Linked DNA regions of Zea mays: all the other regions are linked to region 1. The links are chromatin contacts, called in public Hi-C maps. All regions are on one chromosome and are shown on one strand. The core of a region is the stretch at or near the end of the contact, and the rest is flanking DNA. Distances in the headings are between cores, read along the strand shown.

Region 1 (3,002 bases), core at 371-2,870:
AGACACAAGAAGAACTGGCTGTCATTTTCCACTTCGATGCTAGCATATACAAAACTTAAGTTTAAAGGGGAGAAAAAAAAAAAGACAGTCAGCCAAACTGCAGAATAGGCAGACACTGAGGCTCTATCGACCGAGTCTATCCTAATCCATCAGAACGCTCACGATGTCTTAATCTTTAAGATCCTAATGACATGGTCGCGGGATCGGAAAGGCTAAAGCGGAGATTCTACGTCTCTGGGATAGCAATGCAGAATCGGCTCTGGCGCACTGGCCTCAGGCAAATAAATGCAGTCTCCGTCCGCACGCAGTGAGGCGGACAGCAGATGCATCTAGGGGACTTTAGCGCCTTTTAGCGGTGTGATTTTGGACCTGGGACAGAATATGGTTGGGGAGAGAATATGAGTATCACGTGGATTAATATGGTTGCGGAGAGAATATGAGTATCATTTAGATTATGTAGATCATGTAGATTATGCACAAAAAAGATAAAAGAGTTTATAAACTTTAAGATATAGAAAGTAATGATTTTTTACTATTGTAACTATTCATCCAATTATGTCTTCACGTTAAAGATGTCTAAATAGGCGGACCGTGTCGGCCCGGTCTGAATTAGCTAGCGGGCCGTGCCGTGCCGGCCCACGGCCTCAAGCGAAACCTAGGCACAACCCATTAGATTAATAATCGTGTCGGGCCGGTCCATGGCCCGACGGGCCTAACGGACCCATAACAACATATGTCGTTTAAATGATAAAAATATCTTAAAATTATGCATATTTGAGGATTTCAACCTTATTTGTTAGCTCTAAACATTTATTTACACTCACATAACCAATAAAAACACATGTTTCTCGTGTTTTATACTCTATATTCAAGTATAATGTATGTATTTATAGAAAAATAGAAAAAAAATAAAATTGGGTCGTGCTGGGCCTAGCCCGCCGTGCCACGCCTTCGGCCTAGGCACGAGCCGGTGACTAGGTCAGGCCAGTTCACTACGTGTCGTACCGGGTTCATGCCGGACCAAACTGGCCGCCCGATAAGCCCGGCTCGTCTAGACATCTCTAGTTCACGTGACTTGAATGGTTTTAACTAAAGTGATTTTTATACAAGCGGCCTAAAAAGCTGGAAACAGTAGTCTGCATACCTTCCGGTGGCCAAAAGCTGAGTGCCCATACGGCACGCACATGACAAAAATATTAATATATTATGTTTTATATAAATCTATAGAATACAAATTTATTGTTACGTTGGCCTTTCAATATAATTAGTTAGGATAGTTATTTAAATTTTTTATATAACCATTACAAAACTAATCAATCAAAAAGATTCAAAACCTTATTATATATTTGAATTATATCTTAATTGTTAAATAAAATTTTTAAAACTATAATATATAATAATGGAAAATAAAACTATAAAAACGTTCTCTTGTGGAGATCCATATGCTTTTAAAAATATGCAAGAATTTTTTATTACTATTGGGCGGAGACCGAACACGCCCTCGATCACAAAGCGAAGACCATATGTTTTGTCTTATGCTAACCATACAGGCCCACAAGCGAAGGGGTCCTCGACTCAAGGATCAACAGTTGACGAGAGGCCCATAGGCGAAGGGGTCCTCGACTCAGATAACAATCGCTGACGAGGGATCCACAAACGACGACCGCAATAGGTCGGCAATAGCTAAGACCTTCGCCAATACGTCGACTAAAGGACTTCCATCATTCAGCCAGGCGTAGCGAAGGCTACAAATTAGCTCCATATGCCACTGGTCCACCAGAAGACATCTCTAGGGCCCAACTGTTAGCGTAGCGTGTGGGTGTGTTATCTGGTGTGCACCGTCTATTATACGAACAACACTGTAATTACACTGTTACATGGAATATCCCCTATATATAGATGGTAGTCAGGGGTAAGGTTGTACTTTGGACCATCTACCCCATGCGCGGGCGTATAAATACCCCCTTCCTGTAGCGGGATGTGACACGCATAACAAGAAGCTACAATTTTCTACTGTTTGTCTTGTCGTGCACCTAAGCTCTCACCTACTCACCGAGTGTTTGGGTCTACCTGACAGTGCGTCTACGTGTGTATGTGCCCAACAATTACTAAAAAATACACTATAGTAAATACGTGTGGGATCCAATAGTTTAGCATCACATAGTAAATATTTTTAATAATAAAATGCTTAATATTTGTACTAATTATTTATATTCAACACGTAGTAAAGTTTATATTTATATATAGAAATATTTGTCCTATATCATGACATTTTAATAAAGTAAATTTATAGGATTCAATTACTAATTGAAATTCACCACCAGGATCCAGCTCTTTGCTGAGAGCTATTTATTGGGAACTCGACAAAATATACTTTATCGAGTGTTACTCTCGGCATAGAACGACACTTGGCAACGAGAGTCTCTGCCGAGAGCCAAACTCTCAGCACAAGAAGGCTTTCGGCAAAGACTTCTTTGACGAGAGCCAAGTACTTGGCAAAAAAGGGCTCTCGACAAATCGTCGTCAGCTGCCGACGGTAGCTGACGACCGTTAGCTTTGCCGAGTGTTCACAGAAGACACTCGACAAAATACCTTCTTTATCGAGTGCCTCAAGAAAGCACTCGGCAAAGTAATTCTTTGTCGAGTGTCCCCAACAGACACTCCGCAAATTATATTTTTATTTTTTTCTTTTTTTCACAAAAAATTATGTTGTGTCCCTACACTATATATACATACATGCCCAATTTTGGCACAATTATCAAAGTGTTTGCTATAACTATTAGATTTAGTTCGTATAATTGAATTTTTTCGGATAATTCTTATTTAAACTGCAAGTCACTCCAAAAATATAAAACAGTAAATGAAAAAAATGATATTCATGTTATTTAGCACAAGTTACAGCCTATTTCTGGAACATACCGGAATTTTCGAGCACCATGCTCACGAAACAAGACCACGAACTTGCGATCTAGTGGTTTTAAAATTAGATAAAACACAAACAA
Region 2 (2,789 bases), core at 68-2,567, 210 kb after region 1:
GACCCTTTCTAATAACAACTTCTTAATTTTGTATTTAGTAACATGTTTGCTCTTAGGACTTTTTGATTCCAGAGACTAAAGAATATTTATTATATTTTAGTCATATTTAGTCTCTAAATTGCTAAACAATGAGACTAAGATAGAAACTAAAATGCTTGAGTCCCTAGTCCTCAAGTAGTACTAAAGGTGCTAAATCATAATAATTCTACCTTTTGCCCTCTTATTTATTTTTGTTACAATGTAAGAAGAGTAATTGCAGGAGAACGATAAAGGGTATTTTAGTTTTATTATAAGTTATTTAAATGAGTTCTAAATTTTTTTAATCCCTACAACTAAATAGAGTAGGCACTAAACTTAATCTTTCAATTAAACTTTAGTCCCTAGGCTGTGCAGAGAATGTTATGAATAGTCGGCTATGACTTACGCGGTTAGGTTTTCCAAAGACTACGGGCTAAGCCCATTTAGCGTTTGAAAAGACATGTCAAAAAATTAGAAAATTCTGCATGTCGCTTGACTTCTAATTGTGCCGCCGGAACCGCTTGGACTACAAGCCTACAACTACAAGTATGTGAAGTAATTCAATCCCTTTTAATCAATCCCCTTGGACAAGGAAGAACAGATCAATTTAGGCGAAGGATACGGCCAATGTTACAGTTGCGCGCAAATCAGAATTCACCAAATCGCCAATGAACTAAAACCATTGTTATGCTTGCCAGCTAAGGGCATCTGGCGGACGAACGAGACTGAGTGTCTAGGAGAACATTTTAGATGATGAGTTGTGCAGGAAAAAAAAAATTAGACGGGTTGAAAGGAGCAGGACAAGATGTGGACCTGGACCGCGCGTGGGGCGCCCAACGCCAGCAGAAATCGCCGTCCTCCCACGGCAGGCTGAGCCTCCTCGCCGACAGCGCGTAGCACTTGGCGCCGCTGGCCTGGTCCAGCCACAGCCTGCACCAGCCGTCGCCGTCGACGTCGACGGGGACGCCGCCGCCGCCGCCGTCGCAGAGCGCAAGGTACGCGTCCTTCCTCGGCCCACGGTCCCGGCCGGCGTCATGCAGATGCAGGGCGATGGCGCGGCGGTGATCCTCCGGGACGAAGCGGCCCCAGACGTAGTCGGAGTCGGCGGCGGCGCGGAAGGCGGGGGAGACGGCGGCGCAGCGGCAGGCGTCGCGCGGCGAGGTGAGCGCGATGGCGTGCGCCAGGCACGGCTCCGGGAGGTCGCCTGCGCGGGTCTCCTCCTCCCCCATCGCCCTGGTCGCAGCAGATGGGACGTATCCCTGGAGAATCGTCTGCAAGCAAGTAGACGTGATTGACCGATGCTATGCCAAGAGCGACAGCCGATAGGAATTGGTAACTGCTCCTGCACTGCACTGAAGTCTGCATGTTGCGTCGAATGCATTGGACCGGCACCAAGTTTCTGGCGTCACCGAGCTCAGATTCAGATTCACAGAGAGTGACGAGCACCAACCGCCGGGCCAGTGCGGCCCCATGCTCCACCACTTCCGCTTCTGTCCCCAGTTCCACGGTCAGAACCCAATAAAAAGAAAGAAACGATCACTTTCCTATGTAATATCATATAACACATCGTTTCTTTAGTTAGGAGGGGGGGAGGTTTTCAACCTGAGGCCTTTAGGTACTCTAGTAGCGAGCCTAATCTACATATATTAAGATAGGTTGGAGTATAATTTAAACTAATTTACACTAAATCCATCTTAACATATGTGGATTGAGATTAATACTATAGTACCCAAACAAAACCTAAAGGCTCGTTTGGTGACTAGAAATCACGAGGGGATTCATTGCAATGAATCCACTTGGTATCCAGACCTCTCTCACGCATGTTTCTTTCGTCCCATGCCTGTGGCACAAGTTTTCAGCTTCCGCGCAGTACTGTTGGAGGATGCGACTGTAAGTGGTTGATTCTTTGCTGAAACATTTCTGCGCTTCTAGAGTTGTCATCAGCATAAAACGATGAAAGATGAGAATTCCTGCTTAGGGATGCTTGGTGGCTTGTCAATGAGATGTAAGTGATTCACATCTATATCAGCTGGTAGGTGGAAACCAATTTCCCTCCAGAATGCTCTTGCAAAACTACCGCGCATGACGATGTGCCCTGCCATTTCTTCTTCCTGGCCACACTCATCGCATATATCACTATATAGAATTTCCTGTTGGGGGCTTTTCTCTTCTCAAGGTCTTCAAAAACCTGATTAATCATATGTTTTCAGCATGATATGGATTATTACAGGGAGCTTCGGTTTCAGGATGGAAGTTTTCTCCTATGTTGAAAGCATATGAGGTAAAGATATAATTCGAAGATGATAAGAATGAACACCGAAGCTATAGTCGAAGGATAATATTTTTGGCTTAAAATGATGATAAAGGTCAAACATGATACTGACCGGAAGGGAAAAAGACTAGCTAGTCCTTAATGATTATGTTATGGTCATAAATAAATGTCAAGAATAAAAATGTACTTTTATCCGAGCTGCATCTCGTGTCTATAAATAGATTAACAGTAGCACTGTACTGTTCACGTTGTTTTTGTAATCACTCTCGCATCAGCATCTTCGAGCAAGCCGAAGGTATTAATGTAATATAAATTTTGTTAATATTCATGTGTATATTATGAAATATAAATGTGAATGAATTATATTCTTCATCTTTATGTATTTTTATTTGCGCATGAAATGATGAAGGCATGTCATTCATGATCTCCGTCCGATGATTATTAAATACGAGAGGAGGCAATGCTTCGGAGGACGAAGGTCCTTAATATTTAACTATTG
Region 3 (2,796 bases), core at 69-2,568, 240 kb after region 1:
GGCCCAGGCCGTTGTGGGGGCCCTGTCCGCAGCACGCGTCCTTGGCCGTGGCGAAGCCGAAGGCGGCCGGGTCGCTGACGAAGTCGAAGTGGACGCGGAAGGCGTTGGCCGCGATGAAGGTGCCGGCGCCAAAGCGCGCGTTGAGCTGGTCCAGGACGCGCGCCAGCTGCGGGTTGAAGAGCGCCGCCGCGCGCATCAGCTCCGCCGCGCACTCGCCGTTGCGGCTGCGCTGCGCAAGGATCGCCGGCGCGCACCCCAGAGGCCCCGTGCCCGTCACCAGCACGCGGCGGCAACCCATGGCGTACAGGCGCTGCGTGCGTGCACAGAGGAGAGGACACACATATATATAAACACAGACACACAGTAATGATGCAAAAGCAAGCAGTGGGGGAGGTGTACGTACGATGAGGATCTTCTTGTACTCGGAGACGATGTAGCCGACGTATTCCGGCAGCGCGAACTGGCGGGAGCGCAGGGAGAAGGGGACGAGGTAGTAGTTGTTGACGAAGTCGTTGCCGCCGAGCGTGATGAGCACGAGCGAGCGGCGCACGAGCTGGCGCGCCCGCGCCGCGCCCACCAGCGCGCTTAGCTTGCCCTGGTACTCGCCGAAGTAGTGCAGCTGGCGGCTCATCCGGATGATGTCCACGAACTGGAAGCCGGTGTCGTTGAGGATCCCGACGCCGGCCGACGCGAAGTTGGCGCCGACCAGCAGCTTCTGGCCGCGGAGCTCGGGGCTCAGGTACGGCAGCGTGGGCTCGGCGCCGAGGTGCTCGCCTGCAGGTGGGTTGGTGGGCCGTTGTCGTTACTCGTTAGTATGCAGCACCACATGCATACCATACCATACCAAGAGTATCGTCGTTCGTATTCGTACGTACTGATGATGTCGGGGATGTTCTTGCCGTTGGAGAAGCGGCCGGTGGGGCGGTGCGTCGGGTAGTCGATCCCGTACGGCGGCGAGTCGGCGCGCGCCGTGGTCATGAGGTAGTTGTTGTTGCCGTTGTCCACCAGCGAGTCGCCGAACACGAAGAAGGCGCGCGCGCACTCCGACGGCCTGGCCTGCAGCAGCACGCCCACGGCCGCCGCCGCCAACAGCAGCAGCAAGGACGAGGAGGAGGACGCGCGCATTCTCGTCGTCGGAGACGGCCGGTCCCTGGAGCAGCAGCAGGTGAAGAGGCGTGCGGACGTCATGCAGCTGCACCTCCAGGCAGGGTCTGTATGTTTATAAAGCGTTGGCATCGATCGTGTTGTTTGCCCGTGGCGTCATTGGTGGGCGGCAGCAGATGGGTGTGGGTGGTCGCGCGCACGTCAGTCCGATGGCGGGATGGAATGGAATTAATCGAGCCACAATCTTAGATGCACGCGCGCTTCATTCATAAATAAACCTCCAAAGCTGCTGCATGCTCTAGCTAGCTTGCACGTTCTTCCTGCACTACTGCCTTTCCCGATCAGTCTACCGTCAGGCGTCATCTATAGCATGCACCAAAGTTGTAGCCGTACGTACTCGCGCATGTATACAGTTCAGAATCTAGTAAAAACACCTTGTAGCTAGGTCGTGGAAGGCTCCCTCTCCTCGTAGTTCACTTGGCATGCTTTTGGCTGGCTGGCTGGCCGGCCTAAACATCGTCAGTAACAAACGTACGCACGGCACGAACCGTGCTGTCCTCCTTCGTCCTCACGAACCGTGCCTAATAATTTAAACCGTGATGTGTGTGTGTCTCACTCATATCATTTGAGATGTGACCGTGGAACAACCGTGTCCGTAGCACTGCTCGTGTACGAGCTCATTAACCTGCGCGGTTGTCATCCGGTCACCCAGTGATGGCGCGCGCTACAAGAGTTAAGAGGAAGGCCGTGAGATAGGTCCTTAAATACTTGCGAGTTCTGGCAGTTGAGACGGGTTACTCCGGCTTTCAGAATCACGCCGGCCGGCTGCCTGGCTGCCACTCGTTGGCTATCGGATCAGATTGGCGGTTCCGAACTGCTTCTGCACCTCGAAAGTGGGTGGAATGAAGCCAGGCGGATCGGTGCGCATGTCTGCTTGTCGCGATCCTAAGCTAGCTATAGCTCGGCAAGCACGCACAACCCCCACAGCCCACAGACCAGCATCAGTGGGGTTTTCTTTGCCTCCAGGCTCCAGCATCAGCGAACGGTGCACGCTCTCGCCCGGCTCTGCGACGTAGGTAGGAGTAACCTGCAACTTGAAGTGACGCCCGGCCCGCCTGCCGTTCGTGCACCTCAATTTTCAGGTCATTCATTGGCGCGCGCGCAGAGCAAATAGACTTGAACCTTCCTTCCTTCCTTCTTTGGCATCGCTCCCTTGCCCGCTCGTGGTACCATTGCGCAGCGGCTCCGGTCTTCATCTACAATGGGTGAGAATAGGGATGAAAAGTGGCAGAGCCAAAATCATCCGAAACCATACCAAACAAAGCTTAACTCAGTACAATAGCAACAACAAAAATATAAACGGGTACTATATTAAGGTATTGTTCGGCTTATAGGACTAATTGTCAAATACGGAAACTTTTCCACATTTAGCAATTTAGGTACTAGAATAAAATAAAATAGAGGAATTAAAAATTAATCCTTAAAAACCAAACACCCTCTTAGATATTATTCGGTTATTCTATCTCATGTGGATTGAACATGATTGTGAGGTATTATGAGCATTTTTTTACTTATTGTGGATTTAAACTCACTCGATCCACTCCAAACACTATAGACCGGAAAGAAAACGAACAAGTTCAGTTATTTTCATTCCATATGGATTACATAGAATTAAGAAGATTTTTGACTGTT
Region 4 (2,700 bases), core at 198-2,697, 180 kb after region 1:
CCCCACAAATAAATTATTTATTTTAGGTAAGTGCTAATCTAGGGAGAGATTAGTAGAACATATAAAATAGCAAGGGATGACGCTGATCTTGCAACTCTACGACGAAGATATTATTTTTGTGAAGCCCAACAATAATAGTGGCAATTTTCCAATTTTCTCTCGACCACATGCACATCATAAACATTGGGGTCATTCTTACTTCCTATCTGTTCATGAACAATCTTGTCTATACCCGAACACTTGACTTCTTGAAATAAATGAGCTGTTTGCTCCTTTGTACAAATGGATTCCATACCTGGTGAAGCATCAGCATGGAAATGCCCACCTTGATCGAAATCCTGGCTCCGGGCGGACAGGGGCAGGATTTCCACCGTCCCTGCTCCATCGTCCTCGTCCTCAGAGTTGTCTAGCTCCAGCCTTGATTGAGCCGCGGGACCTTTGGCCGGCGTCTGAACAGCAACGCTATCATTGCTTCCCACACTGATTTGACCAGCAGTAGTAAGAGGCGGCGCCGTCGATTGCCCACGCGGTGATGGCTTGTTGAAGCTGAACCCAGGATTGATCCCGAAATGTTGCATCCGATTCGCGTCGATCGATTTGGATGAGCTGGGCTCTCCTTCGGACACGAGGAAACTATGTGGCGTGACCATCTCCTGCTCGTCGTCGTCCTCCTCCTCATCATCCTCGGCAGCACCAAGCCCGAGCAGGCGTCGGTACGCGTCCACCTCCTTGCGCAGCACACGCGCCTCGCGGTCCCTCACGAGCACGATGTCGCGGAGCTCATCGACCTCTGCCTCGTAGAAGGCGCGGCGCTCGTCAGCGGTGCGGCGCTGCTGTCGCACCTCGATCTCAAGCGCCGACTTCTCCTTCTGCAGGCGCAGGATCATGGACATGGCCTCCTCGGTCGCCGACGCCGCGGCGCTGCGCTCTTTCTCCAGCTCCCGCCGTAGCTCGGTGCGCGCCTCCTCGCGGTGACGAAGGTCCCGTTCCTCCTTCCGCGCATCGACGGCCTGCTCCTCCCCCTCCTCCTCGGCCCCCTCCTGACGGTGGTCCTCGTCCTCGGTGGGGCCGACGAATGGGAAGCGGGCGCGGAGGGCGGCGTGGAGGGATCCGGCGGCGAGGGACGGGTAGCGCGCCAGGAAGGAGAGGAGGCAGGGCAGGTGCGGGCGCGCGCAGGTGCACGGGAGCGGGAGGCCGAGGAGCGCGAGGAGGCGCGCGGCAGCGGCGGCGAGCGCAGCGACGTAGAGGCAGGCCCAGGCGAGCGTGAGGTCGAGAAACGCCCCCGCCAGGGAGCGCGCCGTCCAGCTGGTGCTTACGGCCGCGGCGCCCGGGCACGGCGTCGTCATCGCATACATGCAATCACGAGCCGAATCTGCCTGGATTATTCCTATGCATGTGGCCGGTGGTGCGAGGAGAGGAGATGTGCGGTGAGGAGAATCTGAAGGAAAGTGGTGGGATTGTTTTCTTCCTCATGTATTCGGAGAGAGAAGAGGTGCATGCGGCAAGGTCGAGAATACCTACGTATTGATTGTGTCCTGCCCTTGTAATACAATGCATTTTAATAAAATCAACACATAATATACAATTATTTAAATGATATATTTGTCCATTGATTAAACTACTAAAAAAGTATATCTTATGAAATTATGGGTTTTAGCAAACTCCACTAAAAAAGTATATTTTCTAAAATTATGTGTGCAATTGGTTTAATCTGTTCTTGTCGTTATAGTGGTCTTTCCTTTGCTAGCAGAATTAATAATGTTTAGTATGTTCTTCTTATCATGAAATATGTTTATACACTGTGGTTTCCTCGTTTATGCAACTTTCAAAAGAGATGCTCCCGAAATTTTATATCAGTTTTTGGAAAGTGTAACTTTAGTGACACCTCGGGGTGTTTGGGGACCTTGGGGTGTTACAATACTATATATTTATTATTTATGATATCTAATATATTCTAAAAGTTTTTATAATTCATGAGAACAACTTATTTCTCGGTTATTTTTTTAAAAAAAAACTTATCTATCAAACAAATAAACATTAGCGGTGGCTAGATTTTTAAGTGATGGTGGGAGGAAGATGACCCCTTGATCTCATATACATAGACAATGCAATTTACAAGCAACCCCTTGGTAGAGTATGATTTCGCAAGCTACTTCATTAGCTCCTATTATTAGCTACTATGTTATCGTCGGTACTACATGATCAAGGAGATGTTAATACAAGAGGCACAATACAACTCAAACTTCGGTCACATCGATCTTTGTAAATCCAATTTTGGACATGTAACATTACATATGTTGTTTTTCTGTTGAGGAGAGTAATAGATTTTCTAGCATTCAAACAATATAAGAACACAAGTTTTCGTTGCTATTAATACCATACATTAACTCACACCACAAGTTTTTCCAAAAAAACTTGTTGAATAGCATTTTGTTGAGTTTAACCCATCTATTTAGCACCATGAAGCTAACATTGTTTAAGCAACAACTGCGTGACATTTTTATGGTATAGTTACCACTAGGTTGTTAGATACAAAATAACTGAAACAAAAAAAACTACTACCGTTATGTTTTCTAATATGCCCTTTCGTTATGTTTTATAATTTGCCTTAATTAAACTTGATTATACTTTTTAGATAATGTCTTGAATATTTTGAAGTGGATAAAAATGAATTTGTTAGGGAACAAATATCCTCATAAA

The links. A called contact is a pair of places that touch in the nucleus more often than the background predicts.
Region 2: a contact with region 1 is called in a Hi-C map of ear, with 1.8 times the contacts expected there. The contact joins the promoter of LOC100284363 here to the enhancer-like site in region 1. A contact is called at or near these places in 2 of 25 Hi-C or Micro-C datasets (ear and tassel).
Region 3: a contact with region 1 is called in a Hi-C map of leaf, with 6 times the contacts expected there. The contact joins the promoter of LOC100217152 here to the enhancer-like site in region 1. A contact is called at or near these places in 6 of 25 Hi-C or Micro-C datasets (ear, leaf and tassel).
Region 4: a contact with region 1 is called in a Hi-C map of ear, with 2.2 times the contacts expected there. The contact joins the promoter of LOC109943757 here to the enhancer-like site in region 1. A contact is called at or near these places in 4 of 25 Hi-C or Micro-C datasets (ear, leaf and tassel).

Annotation. Positions count from the first base shown.
Region 1 is chr1:240,042,606-240,045,607 of Zm-B73-REFERENCE-NAM-5.0, forward strand. No RefSeq gene overlaps it. Among protein-coding and RNA genes, the nearest start is that of LOC100276862, 17 kb to the left of the region's middle. Within about 2 kb of position 1,621, at least 16 of the 20 cell types and tissues checked have an H3K27ac peak or open chromatin away from gene starts, as enhancers often do. A contact at or near this core is called in ear, leaf and tassel, where this site is marked.
Region 2 is chr1:240,253,701-240,256,489 of Zm-B73-REFERENCE-NAM-5.0, forward strand. LOC100284363 reads right to left here and starts at 1,318. Exons shown (of 2, transcript NM_001157258.2): 1 at 832-1,318. The coding sequence starts at 1,247.
Region 3 is chr1:240,284,789-240,287,584 of Zm-B73-REFERENCE-NAM-5.0, forward strand. It overlaps LOC100217152 (anther-specific proline-rich protein APG), which reads right to left and starts at 1,319. Exons shown (of 3, transcript NM_001143518.1): 1 at 876-1,319; 2 at 404-774; 3 at 1-310. The coding sequence starts at 1,236.
Region 4 is chr1:240,225,296-240,227,995 of Zm-B73-REFERENCE-NAM-5.0, forward strand. It overlaps LOC109943757, which reads right to left and starts at 1,448. Exons shown (of 2, transcript XM_020547256.1): 1 at 296-1,448. The coding sequence starts at 1,355.